3 separate regions of the Zea mays genome follow, and all the other regions are linked to region 2. The links are chromatin contacts, called in public Hi-C maps. All regions are on one chromosome and are shown on one strand. Each heading gives the region's core, a stretch centred on a gene start, on an enhancer-like site or on the middle of the called end of the contact. The rest is flanking DNA. Distances are from core to core; before and after follow the strand shown. Region 1 holds the start of LOC100384150. Region 2 holds the start of LOC103638261 (LRR receptor kinase SERL2). Region 3 holds the start of LOC100147736.

Region 1 (4,382 bases), core at 155-2,654, 390 kb after region 2:
ATACGTGGTAGTGTTCATAGATGATGTGCCGATGTATAGTGCCACTCTGGTATACCATGTTACACATCTCGAACAAGTGTTTCTGTTACTTAGTCAAAACAAGCTTAAATTGAAGCAATCCAATTGTTTGCTTGCACGGGACAAACTTGAGTTTTTGGGACATATCGTGAGTGCAGCTGGCATTGCCACCGATCTAGGAAAGATACATATAATCAAGGAGTTCCCTACACCAACTTGTGTTAAGAATGTCCACAACTTCCTTGGAATGACAAGGTGACGCCCCAGCTATTGATTCGTTAGACGGGCTCACCGACGTTGCTTGCTACATGGGAAAAGGAATAACTTACCAAGCAACAATTTTCGGCCTCTTTAGCTTGGGGACGAGTTGTATCTCGAGGGAGAGATGTCAACAACCCTTCAATCTAGGGAAGGCAACAGAAGATGTTGATCGCGGGAGGAGCCATCGCCCACTTGGACCAAGAGCAATCGACGTGCGATCCAGCCCAATAACAAATACATGGGTCTCTAGTGGATGACATAGGCGCACAACTGTCTGTAATCACATGATATATATATATGGAACCAAAACGTGAACAAATTGGCAAAGTTGGGATATTCATACACTTGCTGGTGGTCGACGACGATATGTGGACGTCGACTAGATCAATATACTATACCAATTTTGCGTGTGCGTTAACATATCACTTTCCATTGGGGAGGGTCGCTTATCTCACAAAAAAATTTATGGGTTCCTACCGGACACCGAGTACTGCATGATTTCAATGAAAACACTAAATCTCACAGATATGATAGAAAAAAAGAAAACTAGATCTTTTATACTCCATCCGTTCATTAATATATGACACTGTTGATTTTTTTAAAACTTTAATCACTTGTCTTATCAAAAAAAATAATGAGTTATCATTTATTTTTTTGATTTGTTTTACACTTAAGGTAGTTTGTGCTTAACTTAAAATTTTACATTTTGAATAAATATTTTTAATAAAATGAGTGATCAAAGTTTTTGAAAAAATAAATGATATCATATATTTATGAACGGAGGTAGTAGTATATATATAGATTGATAGAGAAGAGAAGATATAGATAAATAAATTTATAAATGAACTCATAAGCTTTTATTCCTTTCCCGCCATCGAAAACCGGAGCGCGGCACCTTCAAAACGGGAAACGTTTGGTTGGTGGGAAGAACTAACTAGGCTGGCAGGTGGGGTCAGACCAACATGAGCGCACACCGGGCCCATGCCCAAATCCTGGCCCATCTCTATTTTCTCTCGATCCCACCTTCTTTTCCCTTTCTCGGCCGCCACCTCTCGTCTCTTCTTCCGTCTCCTCCGCCTCCCCACGCTTCGTTATATAAACCCTAGACTAAAGCCCCCGAGTCCCTCCGCCCCCGCTCGCCACAACCACTGCGCGTGATCCCATTTCGAAACAAAAAAGGAGGAGCGCGCTCGCACTCAACTCCGCGGAGCCCCAATCCCAGCGTCGCCTGCGGTTTAGATGGAGGCGCACGGCGACCAGCGGTGGCTGGTGGATTGCCTGACGGCTACGCTCGACACCGCGCGCGATGTCCGCGCCTTCGCCGAGGAGTCGCTCCGCCAGGCCTCGCTTCTCCCTGGTTCGCCACCTCCTACCTTTACCCCCTCTCTCGTGGACGATTGGCTTGTAACTGAAGAATCGAGCAATTCAGCTTCACGCGTTGGCCAGAAGCTGTTTTCTGCTCCAGTTTTTGGCTGCGTTCTTCATTTTGGCTGACGGCTGTAGATACTACGGGTGTGGCAAATTACTAGTGACTGGTGAGAGCTGAGGGGTGAACTGAGAGTTGAGCAAGCTGAGAGTTGATGGGATCCCCTAGGCTTGTGAGCAGCGACTTCAGAAATGATGATTGTTTTATTGTTTAAGGCAGGTTTACTGTCGTAGCATTGTCCTGTTCGGGAGTGCTGCGCATTAGTGCAGCACTGCTCTGGTTGCTAAGGCTTTGATTGGGATTGCTTTGCTCTATATGTACACTGCTTCCCAGGAACACAACTTCTGTATATTTTAGCTGTGTGAGAACGTCTCTATCCCTGTCCAAGTCCTTAGAGGCAAATTCATAACTAATCCAGTCCACAGCGCAACTTGACAACATTTAACCTGGCCCCACTGTAGTTCACAGCACAACTTGACAACAGGGAACCTGGCTCCACTGTAGTGCATGTCAGCTTCATTGATGATGCTTTATATTCTGTCAGAAGTGACACTCTTTCTAGCACTGAAAGTGTGATTGATCCCAGCACCATTCTTACATGCCCTCTTGTTGTAGATAACTGAGGTGGTCATAGAATTAGCATGCTGTTGCAACTAGTAACCATAATTAGCATGCACATCCACATTTTCAATTGTGGTCTGTTATATCTGTCAATTATTTGCCAATCAGGTTGAAACCTTTTGCTAGATTTGGGTTCGCACAATTCTTTGACACATGAATTGCAATCAACTGACAATAACTTATTTCTTTCTGTAATTTTTTTCTCAGGATATGGAGCTGCCCTTACAAAAGTTACAATCAACAAAGAGATCTCGTTTGGTTTACGACAGATATCCTTCCAACCAATTTTTGTACATTTTGTTCCTTTTTATCAAAATCCTGTGTTGAATGCTGTATTATTTTCAGGTTTCCTTTTTTTATGAGTGGGCTAGCCTTTTCTTCTTTTTGTTGTTCCTTTACAATTTGCTACCTTGCTGCTGTCTTACTAAAGCAGTTTATCAAGCAGCATTGGCAGGAAGACGAAGAGAATTTTGTGCCCCCTGTTGTTTCTGCTTCAGAAAAGGTACCAGCAAAATAGAACTTGAGTGAGAATGTGCCCTTTGTTTCATTGCTTCCTCGGCTTGCCCAAGAATATGATAACAATTGCCATTTTGTTCTTTAATAAAATTTATTGAATTAAAAAGCTACAGGTTTTGAAATCTGCAAGAATGGGGAATGGTACCCACATTTTTGGAATAAATTTTAAAAATGATGCAACCTAGACTCATAAAAACTCGGCCAGGGAGGGAACAACCTAGATTCATCATTGTTTGTTCAACACCTCTTTGGTCTTTACACTGGGGTACTGAAAAAGCTGAAGTTTTCTGGAGCCTGATGTAAGCAGGTGCAGATGTTGGCGGGACCTGGCTGGGTTAGATAATTTGGGCTGCTGGGGAGAGAACTTCCATGGCTTCAAGACTTAGGCTATCCGCAGCGGTTCCCCCTATATCACTTTTTTGCGTCACATCATCAACATTTCACCCCCTAAATTTTCATCTCCCGCAGCGGTTTCCCCTATATTATCCCCCTATATCCCACTACAACTATAAAATATTATTATCTAACCCTATTCATCTTTTATTACTATTTTTGTTCAACTATTAAATAGGGGAGCACTGTGCAAGGGGAGCTACAGTGCTCCCCTTGATCTGGGGGACGTGCGCGTCCTCCCCTACGGCTGTAGCAGGTAGGGGGCCGTTTAGCGCGCGCCGTTGCAGCTCACGCGTCACCCTAAATGGCTACAGGGGTAGGGGAGGGCGAGTGTGGCAGATGCCGCTGCAGCTAGCCTTAGAGGAAGCTCCAGGGGAGGCAGGCCAGCTGGCGGCGGTGGCATGTCTGGGGCTCGTGCAGTGACGTGGTAGGAACGGCTGGCAGCAGGCTATGTCAGACAGCCAGATGGCTTGCGAGAGGGCATGGAAGGAAATTTGCTGAGGAGGGTGGGGGTGAGCGCTGTCACTGTGCATTGTGGCGTTATTCTTGGGAAGCAGTAGCACAGATGAATGAACATAGCTTGAAGCCATTTGATGCATAATGGACAACTGAGAGCACCACCTGATGGAAAACAAAATCTCAATTGCCTGATATATAACATTCCCCTTTTTTCTAATATGGGGACACTTCATTTTGATGCTTTATTCCTGGATTCTTGAATTGATGGTAGTTTTCTATGAGAAGGGCAGGGAAATAAGTTTTGAACATAATAAAAAGATGTATGCACAGTGACAGAGGTGATGGCATCTAGGCTGTTCTGTGTTGATTTCTTGATCAATGTTAGGCCGAGACTACCACATGAATTCTTGAATTTTATGTTGTTAAATACCTGTGTTGGTGTCTAATTTACATTTCTCCCAATGCTGTTTTGTTTCAGGTGGTCATACGACAGCTCCTGCTTACCTCATTGGATGATTCTAATGGGAAAATTCGCACTGCTATTAGCATGGCTGTAGCAGCTATTGGACAGCAAGATTGGCCTGAAGACTGGCCTGAGTTACTTCCGGTTCTCTTAAAGTTAATTGGCGATCAAAGCAATGGGAATGAAGGTAAATAACTTCTCTTGCTTTGTGGTGTATTGGTGTAC
Region 2 (4,100 bases), core at 1,331-3,830:
AGTAATATTTGGATTTTATGTGGTCCAATGCTGCTCACATTGTTTAATATATTAAATTTAGTAAGATATGAACTTTATGTGATTGTAATATTTGGTTTTTATACGGTTTAAATATATGGATCGGGCTTACACCGGTACAGCCTAACAAAGTGACGACGTGCTTTAGAGCCAGACCAGACCGAACTAAAAGCTTTTTTTTGGTCTTTTTGTCCAAACCTATTTAACCTAAAGCACGATAGGCTTAGGCCGGCCCGCCTAATTCCCAACACTAATCATGCATAGTATATCATAGGGGTATTGAGATCCATGTTAGCCCTACCGGGTTTGGATAAACGCCGGAGGGGATCATCATAGGACCGAAAATCATGGAAGTCGGTAAAATTTCGGACGAAGTGTTCAAACATCTATGAAATTTTGGTTAAATATTTTTGGAACTGAATGGAATTCACCAGAGTTTAGCAGTAGAACCAAAAACTGTCCGAAATTCCATACCCTACCTAATCGGAACAAGATCGTACTGGTGTAAGTGGATGGTGGGTTCTACTGCTTGTGCACCGAACGTCATATGCCCGACATGAAAATGTGCCTGTAGGGAAGAACAAACACAAGACTGATCTGATTTACCGAATCGAACGGCAATTGCAAAACGTTACGCAAGACGGATGAGTGGGAGAACTGTGTAATAATCAATATGCGATGCGCGAAGAGCCAGTTCACAAAATACTAGCCGTCAAGAGTAGACAACAGGGCTGGCTCCTAAAAACTTCGTAATACTTATTCGATTACGGCACCTGCCATTTTTTTTTTTTTTGCTGGAACAGCAACGGCTTATTCAAACTGGGTGTTGTTGCCAGATAGATCTTAATAATAAGGCGTTGTTTAGTTCACATAATTGTAAAGTGATGGATAACTGATAACGTTAAATCTTCTTTGTTTATGTTTAACCATAATCAGATTTTACACTAAAAACTGATACCAACTTACTCAAACTTATTATTGTTGTCACACGAGTGTTAATTATTATCATTTACATTACATTTTGTGAAACCAAACGGCACCCGAGGTTCGTTAGGTACATACTCCTTAGCAAGGTAACCGACTCCCAACTTGGGGCTCCTACTGTTCACCAGCGATATAGGAATCCAGCATCGGTTTCAGCTTGGTACTGTCACAATCCTGTTCTGCAGCACAGATGAGAGGATTCCCGGCTATGCTGCAGGCAGAAAAAAAAAAACAACAGATTTTAAGGGATTTCTTCCAGACCATTGATTCCCTATAAAAATGTCACACACGTCCATGACGAAAACACAGGACCGGATCCTTACTTGAGCGTTCTTGCAGACGTTTTTGGTATCGGGCCACTCAAGTTATTGTACGACAAGTCTCTGCAAGAGAGGAGTGCAGTGTCAGTGCAAACCAGGCTATGGTTTTACCCAGGCAAGAACACGAAGCATTAAGAAATTGGCACGTGTGCCTCACTTACATGTACTGGAGTCTTCCGAGTCGGCCTAAAGAATTTGGGACTGTGCCATGTAATTTGTTACTGGACAGAACCAGCGTCCTGAGCTTTGCTAACTTGCCGATCTCTGCTGGGATTGGCCCAATTATGTTGTTGTTCTGCAGCTGACTGGGACACCAAAAAAACGAACAACTCCCAATAAAAAGAAAGTAAAAAAAAACACTCAACGCTAAGGCCTTCCTGCGTTTTTCTCGTAAAAATGAACTGATTTCTGTGAAATTACTGTATAATTTATTAATTTATCTAAAAAGTTCTGTATTCCAAAATAAGCCTAAGACTTGTTGTACCCATGGAACAGTACTCACAGCTTCTCAAGTTTTGTCAGGTTCCCTATGCTCGGGGAGAGCCGGCCGGAAAGGTTCTTGCTTGGAGCTTCCCTGCCAGATATTCAACCATAGGAACATCAGAGCTATATATATATGGTGGGTTTGATTTGAGGCTAGGAATAATTGGAGAGCTGGGGTCTAGCTCACAGTGCAGTGACGAGATTCTCCGGCGAGCAGGAGATGAAGGACCAGGTACAGGGATCGACGGAGTTCCTGTCCCAGTTTCTCAGCGCGCCATAGGGGTCCTTGAGGAGGCTCTTGATCACCATAAGGACTTGCACTGCCAGTACCACAGGAATCAACACCTAGCAGTGCAAGAAACTAGCAGAGACATACACCGCTAAAACAAGATATGAGTCCGTCGAAACCACGGCAAAGGAGAACGAACCTTCATGGTTAAAATCCATGGGGGCGGCAAGGCCGCTCGAAGGGAAGAACAGCAGGAGCAACACTAGGAAGGGAGAAGATGGAGGCGCCTCCATGGCTAGAAGCAGGTGAGTCGGGACTCGAGAGCGCGAGCGCGAGGAAGTGTGTTCGGCTTTGGGGGAGAAAGCATGGACAGGGTTGCCTCTGCATTTAATATGGCCATCAGTGCAGAGAATGCAGAAATTCTCTCTGACTATGTTTAACTGTTCTGTTGCCAAAAAGTACGTGGACACACAACACTCAACATACACTACACCACCAGCAAATAAGCACGCGTATGCGTGCACATCGAATAAATGCCGACAATTTATGGATGCTCTAATTAAGGAGCGACAGAACATTGGGCATATACGCTTTACACTTGTGTTGGGAGCCTTCGTCTTCTGAATGTTTTCAAAAACATGATTTAACAATGTTTACCAAGTGTAATATACATACAGGTATCTTCAGACTCGGAATAAAACTATACATGATATGGAAAGCATGGTCAAGACGAAGGTTGATACAGTTCCGAAGCTACGCGCAAGGGTGCTTTGGCTCAACGGCAGAAAGATAAACCGACTTAAAAGGGAAAATGTTATCTAGTACTCGGTGGATTGTCCTTAAGACAATAATAAACATAATGGGCATGAATGTAATTTTACACAGGCTACGCCCTGTGCCTATAAATAGATGAATAGTACCCCGTACTGTTCACGCTAACTTGTACTCGCTCGTGCGTCACGCTTGTACTTTCACCTTCTGTCAAGCCGAAGGTACAAATGTAATTCAATATTGTTCTTATTCATCCATGATTATATAATAAGGACATGTAAATAATGTTATGTGATTATTCATGTTATTCTCTAATGTTTCATATGCTTCTCCTTTTATCAATATAAACTGTGATGATGAAGATATATCCTTCATGACCTTCGTCCGAAGATCGTTATATTCTAAGGGAAATAATGCTTCGAAGGACGAAGGGCACTAACCATTAACTTCTTTCTGTGTTGTCTTGTTCTTAATTCATAGTATTTGAGAACAAGTCCCCAACATTGGCGCCCACCTCCGGTGTACTCACTTCCACAACCTTCGGCAAAACATCGACCTTCGTTATGCCGCCGAAGAAGATAACAGCGCCAGGGGCTGCACTGCTTCCACTGGACACAAACCAGGAGACTCTCTCTCTCCGAGAGGGCCGAAGCCAAAAGAGAAAGACCACCATTCCAACATTCCAGGAGGAGCAGTTGGACCAGGAGATCAGGGACATGGAAATCATCCACCAGCAGGTGCAAAGGAAAAAGGAGAAGATGGCTCGGCTAGCTGATCTTCAAAGGAAGATCGATGAAGCTACTGAGGAAGTGTGTCATCTTGCTCAGGATGATCATGACAGAAGGCCCCAACACAGGAAGCTTCGTCAAGAGGGCTAATTCAACGAAGATGAATGGTACGATGATTTTAATCATAGTACCTTTCAGTGGCGGAGCTCTATAAAATTAACGCCCCGGGCCACTCTATAAACCTGAAGATTACTTTAAACAGCCCTAATATATTGTGCGGATAAATATATACCGCTAAAACAAAATATACCATAAACATAGACTAAAATAGTATTTGCTTCAATTCAGGATCTAAAAATACAATAAACTTGATTAAAATATAAAAGTACCTAATTAGAGACGATTTGGTCATTCCCCGCATCTAATAACTTCATCAACATTAGCACGTGAATTTGAACCTACACATTGCGAGTTAAATATTTGTATAAAATGAGAGATACAACATGACAATATAACTAATGAATGTAAAAATGTATAAGTGAGTACAAAAATATACCACTTGAATTT
Region 3 (4,491 bases), core at 245-2,744, 390 kb before region 2:
ATGTCTAACCATATCTATCTTTATTTCCTAACATCTTCATCAGTCATAGCGAGAGTGAAGCGGACGGTTGCGACTGATTTCAACTCCTGTTTCTGCCATCATCTTCTCCACTACCTATATATGTGTGGACATGTACCTTATATATTTTAAGTTGGTGGACCAGTCCCAGCTACTAGGCAACTAAATCGAGCCATTGCAGCATAATTAAACATGTTCTCCCAACCTGCGAGGCAACGATACTACCCACCCTTTATTTCCTTCCCACTTGCGGTAGTTTTTACTGGTGGTAGTTCTAGATCTGGACGGTGTTGTTCATGCATGTATGGTCCAGATTCACTGTTTAGATCTACCGTTCCCCAATCATGCATATGTGGATCCATAAATCAAGAAATTGTTGAATAATGGAAGGAATATGTGAAGCTATCAAATACAATAATCCAGGGACAGAGAATTTGTTTAGTATGGTTTTACAATACTCAAACACCATGTTTAACAGTGGCAAACACACTATATATATGATCCAAACATAACATCTAGTTGTCTTGTATGAGGGTGGAAAACTAACATTTGAAGACCAGAAGAAATATCGAACGTAACAGCGTATAAATGATTACCAATAATAGCGTACTTATGCAGGAGAATAGGACTACAAAAGTAATAAGTACCTATGCTGCGATGGACAATTGCTGATGATACTAGTCTGGCAGATGTGCTGGAAAAAAAAAAGCACAGAAATCTGCTCTAATTTCCACTCCCACAAATTGATCCATGTGTACAATTCCAAAAGCCGGTTTAAAACCTGAAAGTAAAAGTAAAGGAGGTTAACAAAAAGAGAACTCTATTGATAAAAGTTTTTTTTTCGGGCGGAGGTGTGATGTGGATTGTTACCTGATAACAAAAGGGTGGTGCAGTGCCTTGGACATGGAGCCGATAGAGATGTATACAGAGGGCACAAAACCTATGAGGCAGTTACTACGATGAGAGTGTCGAATACAAATTAGACCTAAAATGACAGGGAAAAATTAACAGTGCATAAACCCCACAGAAAGATTAGTTACCAAATCAGCAATAATGACAGAGGAAGAAAAACATGAGTAAATCTAGTTTTTTAATAATAAGATAACATCCGAAACATCATGTGCAGAGGTGGCTGCACGGTATGCAATGCAAAGGAAATACGATGAAAGCTGCAGGTAATTGAAGAAGTGCAGGTAGATGCTCAGAAGCCGCGAGTGAAATGGCCGTAGGCGGCCTGGCGGTGCTGCTGGACCACGTCGCCGCGGAACTGGTGCGAGGGCCGGGGCGGTGCCGCAGCCCGCCGTAGGTGGTGCGCTGCCACGCCGCACGGCCAGCGGAGGGCGCAGGCGGGTCGGTACTCCGGCGGGTTCGTGGCTCGGTGGCGGTGGTGCGGTGCCGCACCGCGCGGCCGGCTGAGGGCTCAGGCGGGTAGGGTCTCCAGATCCTGGAGAGACAGCGACGGGGCTGATGTGGATCGGAATGGGAAGTTGCGTCGGAACTCCGGAGCTGGCGTGGGTAGGATGGTCTTTTCCCTTTCTGTTGGTGAGTGCGGGTTGGGCTGCAAATGAGGTCGGGTCGGTTCGTCTCCATGACCAGCAAGTAAGAGAAAGTTATAATTTTGTCACTCTCACAGTTTCACTTTTGACTTCATATTATGATGTCATCTCATGTCTATAACTGGTGGGATCATCTATGTCTATAATTTGTAGGTCCGATGATATATAGCGAAACCCACAAATAATAATGGCAAAATTGTCAATGGCTCAGCGAGTAAAGACTTGGCTGAGCTCGATCGCAATAGCTTGAGCTTGGTCGCATTACGAATTGGATATTGAGCTCACGAGTTACCATAATAAGTCTCATTTATAGCATAAACTAGTATAATACACGTGCATTGCGACGGTACACAATCGTATTTTCATGATATTGGTTGGGAAGGACGAGGTCGTACACGCAATGCAATCAATGGTTGAGCGAAATAAATATTATACTTTATTTTAGCCAAAAGACCGAGAAAGATATGAGTTGAAAAAGAACACAATCGCTGTTTTTATAGAGCTCTCTGTAGCTCGTCCTCATTCAGCTAACGGGGTGTTATTATATGTGTACGACTTCCTGTCGTATTGGGCTTGGTGGCTTCTCACGGTCTATATATGGTATAGCAGCCTTGATGACTTATAACTCAAGACATTGACTCCATATAAACACACGGTATGACTACCAGTTTTAAAGACCCACAACATCTTCCACTAAACATATACCCTTTTATTTTTCTCTTAGACACACGCATTAAACACACAGTTCATGGACAGATAGAACCATCAAGATATCTATGGCTATTGCACAATAATCCGATAGAGAAGAAAACATGCCTCTTGGGCACCAAATTGAGGTGCGGACAGGCCAGCCCTGAGGCCGGACGGTCCGCGGTCCGGACGGTCCGCGCCTGTGGGCCGGACGGTCCGCGCGCGCGCAGAACAGATTAGGGTTCCGAGTTTTGTGCTACGGTTGTTAGCTAGATTCGCGGAATTAGCTCGGAATCAGTTGTGTAAAGGGTCCAGCCCCCTCCTCTATAAATAGAGAGGTCTACGGCCGATTTATCATCAATCGAATCAACAACACTTCTATTTCGCATTTTATCCTAGGAGTAGTTCTAGTCTAGTTTAGGTTTAGCCTCTCGATCTCCAAATTCTCGCTTCTCTTCGACTCTACGCCGATTAGAAGAGTCTAGGTCGGCCTGCCGAGCCTAGACATCACCTAGGATCTCTCCTCCCCGACGGGGTCCCTCCCGGGAGCGAGATCCAGGCCGCCGCCGGCGACTTCCGCCGCCTCTGCGTACGCGCGGACCGTCCGGCCCCCAGGGCGCGGACCGTCCGGCCGTCAGGCAGAGGACCCTAGCCCCTGCGCCAGGTCGCGGACCGTCCGGCCCCAGGCCGCGGACCGTCTGCGCCTGACCAGAGAGCACCGCCACGGTGCTTGTTGAGTGTTTGCCGCTCCGAAAAGGCGTCAACATACTTTTTGGCGACTCCGCCGGGGAAGACATATTTAGACCTATCAAATCGGCCCTCAATGGCCGGTTCAAGGGATAGTTCTGAAGTCTCTCCAAGCAACATCATAGAGCCGACTTGGAAAACCTTGCCGGCTGACGAATAGCTTCAAATCGAGGAGCACAAGGAGCAGATGATCCAGGAGGCAAAAGCAAAGTTCTTGGCCAACTTCAAAGTGGACAGGAACAACAAGGTCGTCCGACATCGGGCGACGAATCCGGCTTCACTGCGACCCACGCCAGATATCCTCAATGTAAGTAATACAAACGAGCTGCAATCTCTTAAGAATTATGTAGATGAACAGCGTGAACAAATGCAAAATATCATAGGGGATATGCAAAACGATTATAGGAGATTAGTACGTGCATTTGATAAATCTAGTATAGCAAATTTTCCTTCACACGAGGTTGAATTTGGGGATAACGCACATAATACATCGGCTAGAGGTTGTCACGACCAGTCACAACCCCTTTATGGGATGCCGATGGACACGTACCCTGAGCAACCGCAAATCGGCAGCAAAACAGCTGATCTGCACATGTCCGGACCGTCCGGGCCAGCCACGGCCGGGCCCATTTTTAATGAGGTACCCAGACACGCACCCGAGCCACCACACATGACACGGAATCTGAACTACCTAGTCGGACGGTCCGCATACAACGACGGACGGTCCGCACATAATCACGGACGGTCCGGGCCAATGTCTGGACAGTCCGCACATGACCTTTTTGAGGAGGATTGTTACCTGAATCCTCACCCGTCCCAGCAACACTTCCCATCACACTATGCAATGCACCAGACCATTAATTCAAGATCCAGAGCCCAGGAAAGCTTTCCGGCCCCACCTAGAAGGCCGGAAAGAAACGAGCAAACCTATGAGCCATATAGGGCAAATGGAAATGCACCACGTAGCTCAAACCAATGGGGGGAAAACAATATGCTAACATCCAGTCAAGCCCACCTATGTTTGACCAAAGAGCCGGTGGTCTTGCACCGGCTGCCATTGATATAGTGAGGGAAGAAATAGCCGGGGCGTTCCGAGATAAGCTCAGAGTAAGCATGGTCCCTGGGGGGAAATCATATTGGAAACCTTATGACAGCCGATTTGATCACCACCCATACCCACAGGGAACCAGGATACCCGAATTCGCAAAGTTTTCGGGTGATCATGGAAAGAACACGCGCAAACACATATGCCAGTTTTTAGCACAATTAGGAGAATTGGCCGACACAGAGGCATTTCGCGTACGCTTATTTTCATTATCTCTTACAGGAACCGCGTTTGCATGGTATGCCACTTTACCTCCTAATTCCATTTCATCATGGGGGGGTCTAGAACAAAAATTTCATGGTCATTTTTTCTCCGGTGACTATGAGTTGGATTTGGTAGATTTAGTGTCATTGCGACAGGTAAAAAATGAATCGG

The links. Hi-C and Micro-C count contacts between places; a contact is called where the count stands out from the background.
Region 1: a contact with region 2 is called in a Hi-C map of ear, with 2.8 times the contacts expected there. The contact joins the promoter of LOC100384150 here to the promoter of LOC103638261 in region 2. A contact is called at or near these places in 2 of 25 Hi-C or Micro-C datasets (ear and tassel).
Region 3: a Hi-C map of ear shows a contact between it and region 2, with 2.8 times the contacts expected there. The contact joins the promoter of LOC100147736 here to the promoter of LOC103638261 in region 2. A contact is called at or near these places in 3 of 25 Hi-C or Micro-C datasets (ear, leaf and tassel).

What each region holds. Positions count from the first base shown.
Region 1 is chr9:37,175,896-37,180,277 of Zm-B73-REFERENCE-NAM-5.0, reverse strand. LOC100384150 reads left to right here and starts at 1,404. Exons shown (of 33, transcript NM_001362245.1): 1 at 1,404-1,636; 2 at 2,534-2,595; 3 at 2,736-2,828; 4 at 4,173-4,344. The coding sequence starts at 1,519.
Region 2 is chr9:37,566,987-37,571,086 of Zm-B73-REFERENCE-NAM-5.0, reverse strand. LOC103638261 (LRR receptor kinase SERL2) reads right to left here and starts at 2,580. Exons shown (of 6, transcript XM_008661225.4): 1 at 2,234-2,580; 2 at 1,993-2,125; 3 at 1,825-1,896; 4 at 1,484-1,627; 5 at 1,326-1,385; 6 at 908-1,213. The coding sequence starts at 2,327. The coding sequence ends at 1,117.
Region 3 is chr9:37,950,694-37,955,184 of Zm-B73-REFERENCE-NAM-5.0, reverse strand. LOC100147736 reads right to left here and starts at 1,494. Exons shown (of 3, transcript NM_001358120.1): 1 at 889-1,494; 2 at 666-799.